Linked DNA regions of Mus musculus: regions 2 and 3 are each linked to region 1. Evidence: chromatin contacts called from public Hi-C and HiChIP or PLAC-seq data. All regions are on one chromosome and are shown on one strand. Each heading gives the region's core, a stretch centred on a gene start, on an enhancer-like site or on the middle of the called end of the contact. The rest is flanking DNA. Distances are from core to core; before and after follow the strand shown. Region 1 holds the start of Minar1 (membrane integral NOTCH2 associated receptor 1). Region 2 has its middle 27 kb from the start of Gm47403. Region 3 has its middle 64 kb from the start of Gm47403.

The links. Hi-C and Micro-C count contacts between places; a contact is called where the count stands out from the background. HiChIP or PLAC-seq counts read pairs in DNA pulled down with a chosen protein or histone mark.
Region 2: a contact with region 1 is called in a Hi-C map of Sertoli cells, with 2.1 times the contacts expected there. The contact joins the enhancer-like site here to the promoter of Minar1 in region 1. A contact is called at or near these places in 4 of 39 promoter capture datasets (3T3-L1-derived adipocytes, embryonic stem cells, stem cell-derived epiblast-like cells and 1 more), 2 of 484 Hi-C or Micro-C datasets (Sertoli cells and induced pluripotent stem cells) and 1 of 115 datasets of contacts at active chromatin or transcription factors (PVALB interneurons).
Region 3: an H3K4me3 HiChIP or PLAC-seq map of neural tube shows a contact between it and region 1, with 4 times the contacts expected there. The contact joins the enhancer-like site here to the promoter of Minar1 in region 1. A contact is called at or near these places in 10 of 39 promoter capture datasets (HPC-7-derived erythroid cells, cranial neural crest, embryonic stem cells and 5 more), 5 of 484 Hi-C or Micro-C datasets (Sertoli cells, embryonic stem cells and uterus) and 2 of 115 datasets of contacts at active chromatin or transcription factors (differentiating embryonic stem cells and neural tube).

The regions. Positions count from the first base shown.
Region 1 is chr9:89,621,482-89,625,865 of GRCm38.p6, reverse strand. Minar1 (membrane integral NOTCH2 associated receptor 1) reads left to right here and starts at 2,880. Exons shown (of 4, transcript NM_153509.2): 1 at 2,880-3,249.
Region 2 is chr9:89,531,224-89,535,656 of GRCm38.p6, reverse strand. No RefSeq gene overlaps it. Among named protein-coding and RNA genes, the nearest start is that of Gm47403, 27 kb to the left of the region's middle. Within about 2 kb of position 2,851, at least 1 of the 459 cell types and tissues checked has an H3K27ac peak or open chromatin away from gene starts, as enhancers often do. A contact at or near this core is called in Sertoli cells, where this site is marked.
Region 3 is chr9:89,494,115-89,499,036 of GRCm38.p6, reverse strand. No RefSeq gene overlaps it. Among named protein-coding and RNA genes, the nearest start is that of Gm47403, 64 kb to the left of the region's middle. Within about 2 kb of position 2,091, at least 23 of the 459 cell types and tissues checked have an H3K27ac peak or open chromatin away from gene starts, as enhancers often do. A contact at or near this core is called in neural tube, where this site is marked.

The DNA.
Region 1 (4,384 bases), core at 1,631-4,130:
AGACCAGAAAGGAAATGTGCAGAAAGATATAGTTTTGCATTTTGAGAGAATATGGGGCATATTAGAGAGAAAGGTTTTGAAAGAACTGAAGCAAGAAGAACTAGAGTGGGGCAGATGCTAGTCTCTGAGAATTCCAAATGAAGAACAACGTGACTATTGATGCATATCTTTTGTGTGGTTTCAGTGGTTGCGACACCCGTGGAGACATATCTTGGGCTCAATAGATTTATCAATTTCCCACCTGAGGGTCTCTGAGACTGGAACTACCCATGTTTCTCAATTCAAGTATTAAGTTCAACTAGAACATTTATAAATGATTTGTTCTGATCTGGGCACAGTGAAGTGAGTGGTGCAGAGAAATGACCTTCACTTCACAAAGGTGTGTGCACGAGACTGCCAAGTTTGTACAGGGAGATAGCAGGAGGCAAAACCTCAGGCTCTCTCCAGGGAGAGAGTCCCATGTGAGCTTCTCTGGCTTCCGTGTTCCAGCACCCATGCTCATTAGCCATTTTCCTGCCACTAGACAGAACTTTGAGATAATTAACTCATAATAAAAAAAGGGTTATTTTAGTTCACAGTTCTGAGTACTCAAGTCCAAGCTCAGAAAACTCTATTATTGCTCAGGCCTCTGGACAGCAATGATGTTGGGGTGCAAAGAGAGAAGGTCAGAATCCCAGGAGCTCCTTGGCTCCAGTGACCTAAGGACCTCTTCCTAGGCCACTCCTCTTTCCACTGGGTAGCCCCAACCTCAGCACTAATTTTGTTTTTAAATACATGAACCTCTGGGGTAGGCAGTTAGCCTAAGCACATATACTCTGTCCTGGGGGAGAAGTATGGTACAGAATAGAACATTAGTGGAATTTTGCAGGGCCTGAAGTCACTTGAAGGGTAGATTTACAGAATCCAGCTAGAGGAGGCAGTGTAGGATCAGAAACCTGCACTTTGTGTGTGTCTTTATACTGTTTAAAATGTAAAAGTTTGTACTGTTACAAATTTCCCCAAAATGTTAGTGTACAGGGAAACAAGATCAAATAGAACAGCCCTCCCTCCCTCCCCATTCAAAGGTTTCCGCTTGTTTCCTTCTGGAGTCTGGACTCAGGTGCTCTTTTAGAATGAAACAGGAGGGGAACGACATTTAAAAATTAAAAGTCAAGGAGCAGGCAGACGCTATCCATCTAGCTTCCCGTTCCAACTCCTTCAGTTCTTTGGATTTTACAGTCTTGGCTTTGGGAGAAATATGTTTGCTAGGTCTCTATTTACTCTCTGAACAACCAGGCTGCTGCAGCCTCCAGAGTTCTCTCCATTGGAATCCAAATGGACTTCTTGCTCAGCACAGTTAACAGTTATTCCTCAGGGTTAGGTCTGTCTCCCTCTGCCCCTCTTTGCCTTCCATATCAGTTAGCAGATCTTTGACTGCTGACTATCCCCCAGATTGTTTGGACCAAGACACTACTGGTTACAAATTTAGACTCCTAGGCAAGCAAGGTACAGTGGATCAAATAAACTTGACCTTTCTTTCACCTCTCAGTTGCTTTTGTCCTCCCTAGAGGAGCATGGTCTTGCCTGGCACTAAAGTAATAAGGGTGAAATTCTGGGAAAATCCAGCTGGCAGCTTATTACCCCATGAGGCTTTATTTAAAGTATCCATGTATTAACAGGTTCACTTTTAGAACGCTTCCAGTCATAGCAAAAAAACCTCAGGCAGGAAAGCTGTCATGGAGACCAGTGTCCCTCCTCCAGCCCCCACCACCTCCCAAGGACAGAAGACAGACCACAGGTCACAAAGTTAGCCAGGAACCTGCATTTGGTTGCACTCTTGGAAAAGTAACCTAAGAGGGTGCCACCCCTTAGTTATTTGTTCCCCAATAGTAGGCTTCCCCCCCTTCCCTTCCCTCCCCTTCCCTCCCCTTCCCTCCCCTTCCTTTCCCTCCCCTCCCCTCCATCCCGCTTCCCTTTCCTCCCCTCTCCTTCCCTCCCTTTCCTTCCCCCTTCCCTCCGGTTCTCTCTCTCTCTCTCTCTCTCTCTCTCTCTCTCTCTCTCTCTCTCTCTCTCTCTTTTCTCTACTCTTCTCTTGATTCCACGAGTTTGAAACTATAATTCCGTTTCTTTAAAGCGCTGTTTGTGTGACTTTCCCAGCTGAGGAAGACAATCTGTATAAATGGTGGCACCACAGGCAGGCTGCTGCATTTCAGTCCCACTGCAGTACCCTAGATGGCTTGGGAAAAGCCTCCAGTCCTCATCGATGTATCCAATTGGACTTTTGGAAATCTATTCCGTTAAGAGTGTGAGTGCGTGTTTGGGGAGGGCTGGTCACGTGAACGCTAGTCTCTCCAATCTGGGTACCAATGAAGCCAACACCGGCCAGGAGGGAAACATCAATGAGCCAAGTGACCAGTTTGCCCTGGCCTGGTGAAGCACTGCAGAGTCTGAGGCCCCAGAAGGGTGAGCAGAGTGCACCTGGAGAAAAGGAGAGCAGCGGACGATGTTAGCTTCTGCTTCTCCACTGGGGGCCGCAGTCACCTTCAGCATCCGGAAATAGGGAGAAGCAAACCCCGGGGTGGATCTGGCCCGAGGCTCCCTCCAGTTCCAACCTCTGCTTGCTTTTGCCCGGTCTCAGCAGGCGCGACTCTTAAGGAAGCAGAGGCTTTCTCAGGACTCTGGGGTTGCGGGCGCCCACTCTCTAGGTGGCTGCAGCCTCTGGCAGGGCACGCCCTCGGCGCTATTGCCGCGCCCCTCTGGAGTCTGCCCCTCCCGCCCTAGGGAGCACGAGCCCACTGCTGGAGAGTCCTGCCTTCCTCTGCTCCCCAGGCGGGAGATGATGGAGAGGCTAAACTGGGTCTCTGGCCATCGAGTTCCTGGCCCGAGCTGCCCACGGTATCCAAGACCGTGATGTGGTGACACTGGCTGAGCCTCAGAAACCGAGATTGGGGCTGATCCGGACTCTGAGGCCGCATCCTCCAGCCGCTGAGAGCCCCAGCATCATGCAAGTGGGCAGTGGCTGCCGACTGCCCAGGAAAGCCCGGGTGCGACCCTAGTCTGCAGATCCAGACCTCGTGCTGTGGGGGCTGAAGTTAACCTACGCCAGGGGTGTTGCCCCAAGTGCAAAGCCTGGGCTGCCCTGGAGCCTAGGATTCTTTTGCCTAGGGAACCTTCGGGAAGCTCTGCGTTGGAGGCCCTGTGGACCACCACCTCAGAGCCACGCAAGAGCTGCGGAGGACCGGGGACGGAGAGCTGGAGCAGCCCCCAGAGGTAACTTCAGAAAGCGGGAGACCCATGGGCACCCGAGCGCACATGTGCAAGTATGTGCGTGCAAGGTGTGATCGCTACGTGCCGGTTGCTATTACACAGGGACTCTGTGTAAAGTCCCAGGCTACTGGCACTCCTCCCTGGCTCCGATAGGTTCCCGACTGCAGGCCGCCTGGGCACGGAGACCCTTTTCGCTGAGCTCGGTACGGTAGTGGGAAAAGGGGTGTGCGTGTGCACGCGCATGTGGTATGTGTGTTTGCGTGTGGTGTGCGTGTGTGTGTGTGTGTGTGTGTGTGTGTGTGTGTGTGTGTGCGCGCGCGCGGTAGGTAGTAGGCTTGGCCATATCTGGTGGAGGGAAAAGAGATGAAAGTAGAGATACAATGGCCAAAGACCACAAAATTCTGGGCAAGTTTTCCTGGTTAAGAATTCATTTCAAACAACGGTGTTTTGGGGGTCAAGTAGGTGAACTGTTTGTGTGACACCTCCCCACCCCCGACCTATCGGAGTAAGGTGGAGAACTGAACCAACCCTAGAAAAACGGACCAGTGTATCCCAACGTTAAATTGCGATTTCCAGTCACATTGTTGTGGAAAGGAGGTGTCTTTCCTCCTGGAGACGTTCAACTTCACCTGCCAGAAAAACACCAAAGCAAGGCCTGGCTGGCAGCGGGGCTTGAGTTCATTCACACACTAGCTCACCTCTCAGCAGCCTTTCCCACCTGCTCTACCGCCATCCCTGCCAAGTCCTGTACTCTGCGAGGCCACAAAACCAGCAAGTAGTCATTGGTCCTCTCTGCAAGAGTGCAGGGAGCTTCTGGGAAGCAATTGAGTAGCTTGCTCTAACAGCATGCATGCCGACGTTGTTTGTGAAATAGTAGTCAAAGGTTGTAAACACCGGGGTGGGGGTGGGGTGGTGAGGTGAGTTGAGATCAGCTAGTCTTTTCAGTGGGAAATTAAGTAAGGTTTGCCAAGACAGAGAGGAGGAGAGACAAGGAGTCTGTGTGCTAACACAGGTCGGTTTTATAGAACTTACATTTTGTTTGAAGGATGGGGTGATTTTCTTAGGAACTGGTGGGACCATGGCAGCTGCCATTGCGGCTGGGATTTGGGGGGTTGGCTGTTTGGCTCTGCTATGGTGT
Region 2 (4,433 bases), core at 1,602-4,101, 90 kb after region 1:
TATAATAGTTCTTCCTCCTTGTTTATCTGTATATAGTAACCCTTTCTCCTTGTTCAACTATATATAAGCTATGTTGAGCATTTGTGGTCCTGTGACTTCTCTATCAGAGAGCCCAGATTTGGTGATCCCAGCTTTTCTGAATCTGTCCGTTCTTCATTCCCTCACTGCCCCTATTAGGCCAATCTCTGAAGCCTGGCAGAACTTATCAACTCAGCAAAGTCATATACATAATCAAACGATCTCCTCGTGTCTGTCCAGTTTAGGCTTCAATTCCCTAAATCTGTCCCAGTATGTTCTAGAAAGACTACTTTTTATGGTTATCCTCCAAAAGGTAGCTCTCACCTGAGTCTTTATGGAATAGCCAGAGGAGGTCAAAGAATGTTCCATTGATGTCTATCATTAATATTCCAGTGTGGGCCAGTAGTCTGGACCCACCATAATATCATACACCAACTGAAGCTTCATCCCTACATGGCAGTTAATTTTATGTGTCAATTTGGCTGGGCCACATGACCCAAATATTTGATGTCTGGATGTTGCTGTGAGGGTATTCTATAGATGAGATTAACATTTTAACCAGTAGGATTTGAGGAAAGCAATTGACCCTCCAGAATGTGAGTGGATATTGCTCAATTAGTTGAAAGCCTTAAGAAAAAATATTACTGACTCCCTCAAAGAAAATATATTGTGACTACAGACTGCCTCAAACTTGAACTATACTGCGCTTACTCCCTGACTCTCCCACCCACACCCTGCAGCAGCACTTGATCCAGCGAAGCTACTAAGCCTTCGGTGCAGTTATAGCTTCATAGTTGTTTCTCTAGATCCTACTCAATAGTCTCACTGAAAAGTGTATGACCCTAATATGCCAGGATTTGACTCATTCCTGTTCTACTAAGGTATGTTCTACTCTCTAATATCAAAAGGGAAAGAGACAAGCAGGAGGTTGTGGGACTGGCTGACATTGGACCCAGAAGCTCGTTGGAGACACATCCTATGCCTGATCTGTCTCAAGAACTCCAACAGGGGCCTGACCCAAGCCAGCAACTTCTATCTTGCCCCAGGCCAGAATTGAGCCTCAACACATTACCTAAAGAACAGGGAAGACATCTGGTGCCACATCCACTCCTGTAGTGACCCATGTGACAGACTGAAAAGCCTGGATGCGGTCCTGAGGCGAAAATGGAAACTTAGTCTCCTGGAACCATGACATCCTGTATAACGAATGCTCCAATGTCCTTGCTTTAGTCGGTAAACGGATCTGTGTGCTTTCCCTTAATATTGCTTTATTATAAGTGCCTCTAAGGATTGATTTTGACATATAGCTAAGTTAGATTCCTCACCAGTCCTAGGCAGTCCTTGAGCAGACCATGGGCTTTGAATTCAGTAAGAATGTTGCCTATTTAGTGACATTCAGAATTGCCTCTAGTATTGTAAGAGAGTTAGTTAAAGAAATCAGGTATTACTATCTACTACTAAGAGTTAGAAATCTCAGGGCAAGCTACTCCCATATGCAGGAATTTACCATTATCTAGGAAGAAGGAAGGTTGTGGTCTAAGGAGGAACCAGAGTAGATACTTAGAACTATAGATAGCTGAGTTACACCCATACATAAGCTGACCTTAGGTGGGGCTGCTTTTGATCCCAGTTGTTAACATTGAATTTTATCCCAGTTGGTTCCTGCCAGTCCTTTGTAGGAATTCCTCTGTTTTGTGTAAAAGTCACTTATAAGACTGGTGCTCACTTTGAGACAAAATACATTCAGATCTGCACTCCCTTGTGTCATGTCTGTTTGTCATCCCCTTCTCACTGACTCCTTGCCTACCTGTAACTGGAACCTGAATTTTGCCCATGGATCGAGGACCCAAGTGAGGTTCACCTGCGGCAATCTGAAAGCTTATAATGGTCACGGGACTTGGACTCCTTTGCTTTTCTGTTTCCTTCTGTCAGCTATTTACTTGGGTATGAGGTCAAGTGGAGATGTGCTTTAATCCTCATTTGATGGCTGAAAAGTTTAGAAGAGTTTATTGATCTCCCCATCCATCTAGAGCCAGTTTGGGCTCCCAACATCACCTTCTTTATTCATCTGTGGGGGAAAGGAGCTTGTATGATTTGAAGAAACACCTTGCATGTGTCTCAGTGATTTGCTTGAGAGAGAACTGGATGAGAGTTATCTGCAGTTAGGGCAGTTAGCCCCTCATGGAGGGAAGCTCCCTTCCACAAATGCAGTGTCTGACTACTTTTGGGGAGTGACTTAAAGACAACTCCCATTCTATATGGCACCTCAAAGTGTCTCAACTATCAATTCATATCAGGAGTGAAAGTTTGCAGTTGACAGACCTATCTTTCAAAGAAACAGCAATTGATACAAGAAAACAATTTGGCTTAATAATCTTCAATAGTCTCAGAGTATCTGGTTTCTCTTAGACGAGTATTTCATATACCTTTTCATCTTGCTCATGCCCAAGGTAGCATCTGGAGTACAGAAGAGGTGGTTTGTATGACCTCAGAGGATGGCAGATACCTCGGCATCAGACAAGCCAGTTTCCTGTTCCTCAGATCTTCCAGGCTCCATAATGGTTTCAGATTGACAGGAGCCTCTGGCATGAGAAGCCACAGCCTGTCTCCTTGATGCTATCTATCTAAGTGAAAAAGTCATGCTGTATTTACTCCCCTTTCTGTAGTTGTATGTCTTTCACTGTGGCACTATGTTGCTCATAGATTCTTGACCAGGCTTATCTGCCATATAACATTCAGCCGCAGCATTCCATCCCCATAATACAGATACCATTATACACTCTGAACCTCCTAGGTAATTTCCATGACCTTCTGGAGTTTGCCAGGATATAATGGATACTTTATGGCCAGAGGGAGTCTTTAGAAAAGTAACTAAACTGAAAATGACTCTTCTCCCTATTGAGATAGTCAAGACATCTGTCTCCCTACCCATCCCCCCATCTCTCACTGCCTTCTTCTGTGCACAATATTTTGGAGGTTATAGATGGCCTTTCCACATTCTCTTTGCTGTGGTTATTTGTGATGTGTGCCTATGTGTTAGAAATCGAGAACTGAACTGGTGCCAGAGCCATGTCATTAAACCTCCAAGGCAGTAAGATAAATAAACACACTTTCCAGTATGGCTAGCCTGTCTTGGGTATTTTGTTGCCAATACATTCTTCCTGTCTCACGAAGACAGCTCCTAAATCATATCTTTTTATAGGGATATTTCTCCTCTTTCCTTGGAGTGTTGCTGGTGGGATGGCTTCCAGGAAACTTAACTGATAGGAGGGATACAAATGCCAGTATGGTACTTTCAAAATATAACGTAAGTTTTTCTAGCCAAGGTACAAAACTGAGAGGGAAGGGCATGGAATTTCCCGCCTCCCTGCCTGCTTCCTTTCTTCCTTTCCTCTCTTCTATCTTTCTAAAACAAAATCTCATGTCACTCAAACTGACATCAAACTTATTCCAGACCTCTGTCTCCACTTTCCAAGTGCTGGAAATGCACATGTACACTACCACACATGATTGAGAATTTATGGGGTTTTTTTGGGGGGGGGAGGGGGGCTTGTTTGTTTGTTTGTTTGTTTGTTTAGTTTCTGCCCATTTTAATGGTATCTTAGTTTTTTCCCTTTATTTATATATCCACTTTACATCCCTATCATAGTGCCCCTCCCTCCTCCCCTCCCAGTCCTATCCTCACACCTCCCCTTCCTCATTGCCCTCTCTCCTTCTCCTCTGAAAAGGGAAACCCCATGAATACCAACCCGTTCTAACACATCAAATGGTAGCAGGACTAATCATATCCTTTCTCACTGAGACCAGACAAGGCAGCCACCTAAGGGAAAGAGATCCAAAAGAAGGCAACAGAGTCAGAGTCAGCCCCTGCTCCAATTGTTAGGGGACTCACATGAAAAGCAAGCTTCATAGCTGCTATATATGTTAGGGGACCTAGGTGCAGCCCCTGTATGCTCTCTGGTTGGTGGTTTAGTTTCTGTGAGCCCCCATTGGCCCATGTTAGCTGACTCTGTAGGTCTTCTTGTGGTATCCTTGACCCCTCTGGCTCCCTTAATCCTTCCTACCATTCTTCCAAAAGACTCCCTGAGCTCTGCCTACTGTCTAGCTGTAGGTCTCTGTGTCTGTTTCCACTAGCTGCTAGACAAAGCTTCTCAGAGGACAGTTATGCCAGGCTCTTGTCTGCAAGCATAGCAGAATATCATGAATATCAAGGTTGGCTCTCTTCCATGGGGTGGGTCTCAGGTTGGGCCAGCCATTGGCTTACCATCCCCTCAGTATTTGTTTCCTGCACATCTTGTAGGCAAGACAAATTTGGGGTTGAAGGTTTTGGGTTGAAGGGGTTTTCTATATCCCCTGCTGCTAGGAGTCTCCACTAGAGTCACCCCTAAAGAATCCTGGAAGCCTCCCCAATTCCA
Region 3 (4,922 bases), core at 842-3,341, 130 kb after region 1:
TATCATGAGGCTCAAATCAAGTGGCATGTGTGTAATTGCCTATAACAGTGACTAGCACATAGCACCACACAGTGTGTATCAGGAAAAGCATTTGCATGATTGCTGATACTGCAACAAGATATCTTCAGCTCCATAGGCTCAGTATTATAACACTCTGGGGAGCGGGAGTGGGGGTGGGGGTGGGGCGCTGCACAAGCAGTTATTCCCTCTCAGCAAACCTCTACCAACACTTTCATTTCACAAAATCATGAAAGAACCAAGACAGAAAAGACAGAGTGATAGAAGACCATTAAGAAAGGGTGGCGTGCCATCATGCATAAGTACTAAGACTGTATACCTACAGAGTCAGGTTTTAACTGAAAACCTTCAGAATTAACTTCTATGAGTAGCAAGTTAACCAGTAGGTACTTCCTCACAGTTGAATATAGCAAAATGAGATACCAGCTAAGCATGAATGCCCATCTAATTCATGGCAAAACCACAAAGTATTAAAATAGAAGTATTAATACTTGATGTGAGCAACCTTTAAAAGAATTAGAACAAATTTAAGTAGATGTAAAAGTACAACCTACTCTGTGACATTTATATTATAAACCTATCAGTTACCTAAATGTGTCTACAGGCTAAATACAACATAAAAGGGATTTCTCTAAATATTTTCTGAGAACTGAAAAATAAATCCTAAGTATTTAAAAATGTTTAGAAATATTTCTTTGTATGAGTGTTTTGCTTTCACATATGTTCGTGCACCACATGTGTGCCCAGTGCCCATGGAGCTTAGTCAGAGCCTCTGGAACTGAAGTTATAGGCAGGTGTGGGTCCCCATGTAGTTGCTGGCAATCGAACCTGGTTCCTCTGAAATGGCAAGTGATTTTAGCCACTGAGCCATTTCTCTAGCCCAAAGTCTCAGTGTTTAAAAGAACAATAAGACAGACTACAAATAAGACACACATGTCGACAAGTACTGACCTGGCCTTTCCAGACACTGAAATATTACAAACCAACAACGGAAACGATACGTTTCTCTTTCAACACAAGAGAAAACAAACCGTCTTTTGGTGTAAACTTTGCTTATAGCAAGCTAAATTCACCTCAAAGAAGTAAACGAGGAAAATTAGTCAATCTAACATTTGCAAAATCCGTGCGATTTAGAAGAGGAAGCGGTGTAACCCATAAATCTAACAGAAATAAATTTCGGCTGGATTGGAAGGCTTCCTTTAATTGAGCTTGGGAATGTAAAATAAGGGAGAAATGAATGTGTAGCAAATGACACAGGGAAACTCAAAGAGATAGAGATAATTAAGGAAATAGAAACATCTCTATGCTTTCTGAAATTAGAAAACAAAGAACCGGGAGAGAAAACATTGTAAGCCCCTCCCCCGCCGCCCCTTACCTTCCTTCTCACTCTTCTCACTCCTGGTTCCCCGCCCTGCCCCCCGCCCCCCCCCCTCCCTCCTGGTTCCTAGCACTGACTTAGGAGGGCTATACACAGCTCACAATAAATGCGGAGCTGCTGGACTGAGACATTAATTATGTTTGGAGCAGAAGGAAAATGGCTGTGGACAAAAGAATGAGATCCAACTAGAAAACAGGAATAAAAAGGAAGGGTCCAGCGCTCTAGCAATCAGAGGGTGGCAAATTAAAAACAACCGGGCTTTATTATCTCCACCTACTTCATTAGCAAGGCAAATATGATCTGGGTATGGCGGTTTATGCCTGTAATCTCAGCTCTTTAGAAGCTAAGGAGGGATCCCTCCAGTTTCAAGGCACCCTGGCCTACAAAGGGAGTTCCAGGACAGCCTGAGCTACCAAATATGACCCAAAGAATCAAACAGAAAACAAAAGCGAATTGGCAGTCAAGGTCACACAGAGCCTGGAGGCCTTGAGGTACTGCTGGGTGGCTGGGTTGTGCTCTGCCTGCCAGTCAATCTAGAGAGCCATTATTTAAGATTTATGGTGATGGTTCCCTCTTTCGTGGGGCCTTTATTTGCTTATTTTGAAACGTGGTAAATCTCAACGATATGCAGATCTGTGGCCAGAGCCCACCGATGCCCCATCCTTCCCTAGCTGCAGCGACTGAAGAGTCTCGAAGGGCGGTTTTAATTTCCTCTCCCTGATCATCTGAGGTCTGGTTTCCCAGGCAGCCAAGGTGCTGGGTGAACGCAGGGAGACCCATCCATCAATTTTGTGGCTGCCATACCATGGCGATTTTGAATCTTGCAATAAAACAAGATTAATGGACTTGACTTCAGTCGCTCTGACATTTCAGCAACAAAGCCTGGGCTTGCAGGGTTTCTACGCCTTCCTCTGTCTTGTCGCTCAGCCATTTTGTAATCACCAGCCAGGTTTCTCTTTCTCCCTGGGACTCGGGAAGAAAACTGTAAAAGTAAGATGTAGTCTGTGTTCTGAAAAGATAAATTACTCTGATTTCTTTTAACGTTCAGAGACTAGTGGGGAATTTGGTGCGAGACTGGATTTTACAGCCACGGTGGTGGCTGTAAAATTATTTATTTCATTATATTACCCATCAGCATGCACCTAAGATGCATCTGGCTGTGTGTAAGCACTTGGGAACAGACAGAGGGAGGACAGAAGGAACGTACAATGAAGGACAGTAGGAACTCCTGGTTTGGTTTTGGATCCAGGGTCAAGGGACTGTGGTGAATATATTACATATCAAAGCAGACCTGACCTCCAGGTTCTCCCAGAATCCCTCAGTTCCTACTTGGCATTCCCTGTCTCCATCCCAGAGGTTGGGCTGCCATTCTCAAAGGATCTTCCCTACATATTCCAGACATATTTATGTGTTCCCTCTCCCCTCTCCCCTCTCCCCTTTCCCCTCTCTCTCTCTCTACACCCTCCTCTTCCTCCTCCTTTCTCTCTTTCTCCCTACCCCCACCCCACCCTATGGTGAGTTCCCTGGCCTCAATCCTTGGGGCCAGTGAACTCGCCCACCCAAAAGCAGCTTCCCAATAAACCTGTTTTTAATCTAATCTAATCTATGCTGAGTTGTCTCATTTCACTGGCTGCAGAGAAATAACCCAGTTCTCCTTAACCGCAGTTTGATATCCTGTACTTTCAGTTACCCTTGATTGCCATGATCTAAAATGGAAAGTTCCAGAAATAATTCAAAATTTTAAATTGCATGTCACTATAAGTAGCAGGATGAAATCTCATTCAATCCCACTCTTCACATCGGAGACAAGCACCATCATTTTGCCCAGTGTATCCATGTGTTATAGATTCATTAGTCACTTAGCAGTTGAATAAATTGAATTAGTTGCCAGATTAACTGTTGTAGTTCCTGATTTCAAATAACCCTTATTTTACTTTGAGAAAGCTAGGCTGATCCCATGACAGACTTACAATTAGCAGTTAAGGAGACTAGGCCTAAATCTGTTTCCAAGAACTGGGCAATTCCAGGCAAGTCCAGGCCTCAGGAGCTTCCCAGTCACCTGGCCCGAGGCAAGGACAATGGGTCAGCAGCAGTTTCTAGATCCTCGCCAGCAAGTTTCCAGCCCCTACACCCCAGTAACGGAATGTCCGTAGAGATGGACCTAACAGATTAGCAGAGAGGTCACCTACCCAGAAATTCCCTATTGTGCATTAAATCAGGACTGCAAGCTCGCTTGGGTGTCTCCATATTCTGGTAATAGGAGACCCCAGCATGCTAGACTTCTGCAGAATAAAACACTCTTTGTTGTTTGCATACTATTTGAGTCCCAGATATCATTCTTTCTCAAATCATGGACCCTTACAACTTAAGAATAGTCTTAAAGAATAAAGGTAGTGATGCTTGCATTTTTTAATAGTATAACTGTTCAATTTTTAAAATTAACTTATTTATTTTATGTGTATGAGTACACTATTGCTGTCTTCAGACACACCAGAAGAGGGCATCAGATCCCATTACAGATGGTTGTGAGCCACCATGTGGTTGCTGGGATTTGAACTCAGGACCTCTGAAAGAGCAGTCAGTGCTCTTAACCACTGAACCATCTCTCCAGTCTCCATACCTGTTCAATTTTATTACTATTGTTGTTAGTAACTTACTATGCTCAGGAGGGTCATCAATTTCAGGCATTTTCTGGGGTTCTTGAAATACACCCCTCATGGATGCGTAACAACTATTGACGTGTGAGGCATTCACTCTAGGTGAGCCTGTGGGATGCTATTGTGCTGGAGGATGGTGCTTTCCTTACCTCTGACACCAGCTCATTCTGGTTCTTTCCAGAACCTTTCAGAGCTCAGACCTCCAAAGAAAAGGAATTCCATGCCCAACCTCCTCTGCCCCACATTGTGAAGATGAAGGGCGCAAATCCACACAAAGAACATAAACACCTAGAGGTGTTGCATGCTGGGTAGAGGTGAGATGTCAGGAGCTATGGCTCACCCGTTTTCTCCCCATTTCGGTCAGCATTTGACCATGCTTTCAAAGCCAAAGCAGTGCAAAGACACGAGAAACATCAAAAAAAAAAAAAAAAAATCATTTTGGCTAGTTTAACTAAGTCATAGAAATACTTTCAGAGCATCTATGTCCCGGATACCATACTCCTTACACAAAGCTTAATGTCCACTGTTGGAGTCATATAGAAAAAAATAAGGCAGTGTCTGTGGATCTATGTTCTTGATCTTCACAGCACACTCACAAGGGAAGTGCTGTTCATGTCCACATTCATAGATGATGGCTTGGAGGTGGGAGGATATCTAGTAAGCTCTCATGACCCAGAGATAGCTGAGAGAAATTGCTCAGTGGTTAAGAGATCACTGCCAGGGAACCCAAGATCAGTTTCCAGCATCCACATCAGGTGGCTAACTTCAGTTTAAAGGGATCTATATAGAAAATTCTCCTCTCTCTCTCTCTCTCTCTCTCTCTCTCTCTCTCTCTCTCTCTGTGTGTGTGTGTGTGTGTGTGTTCTCTG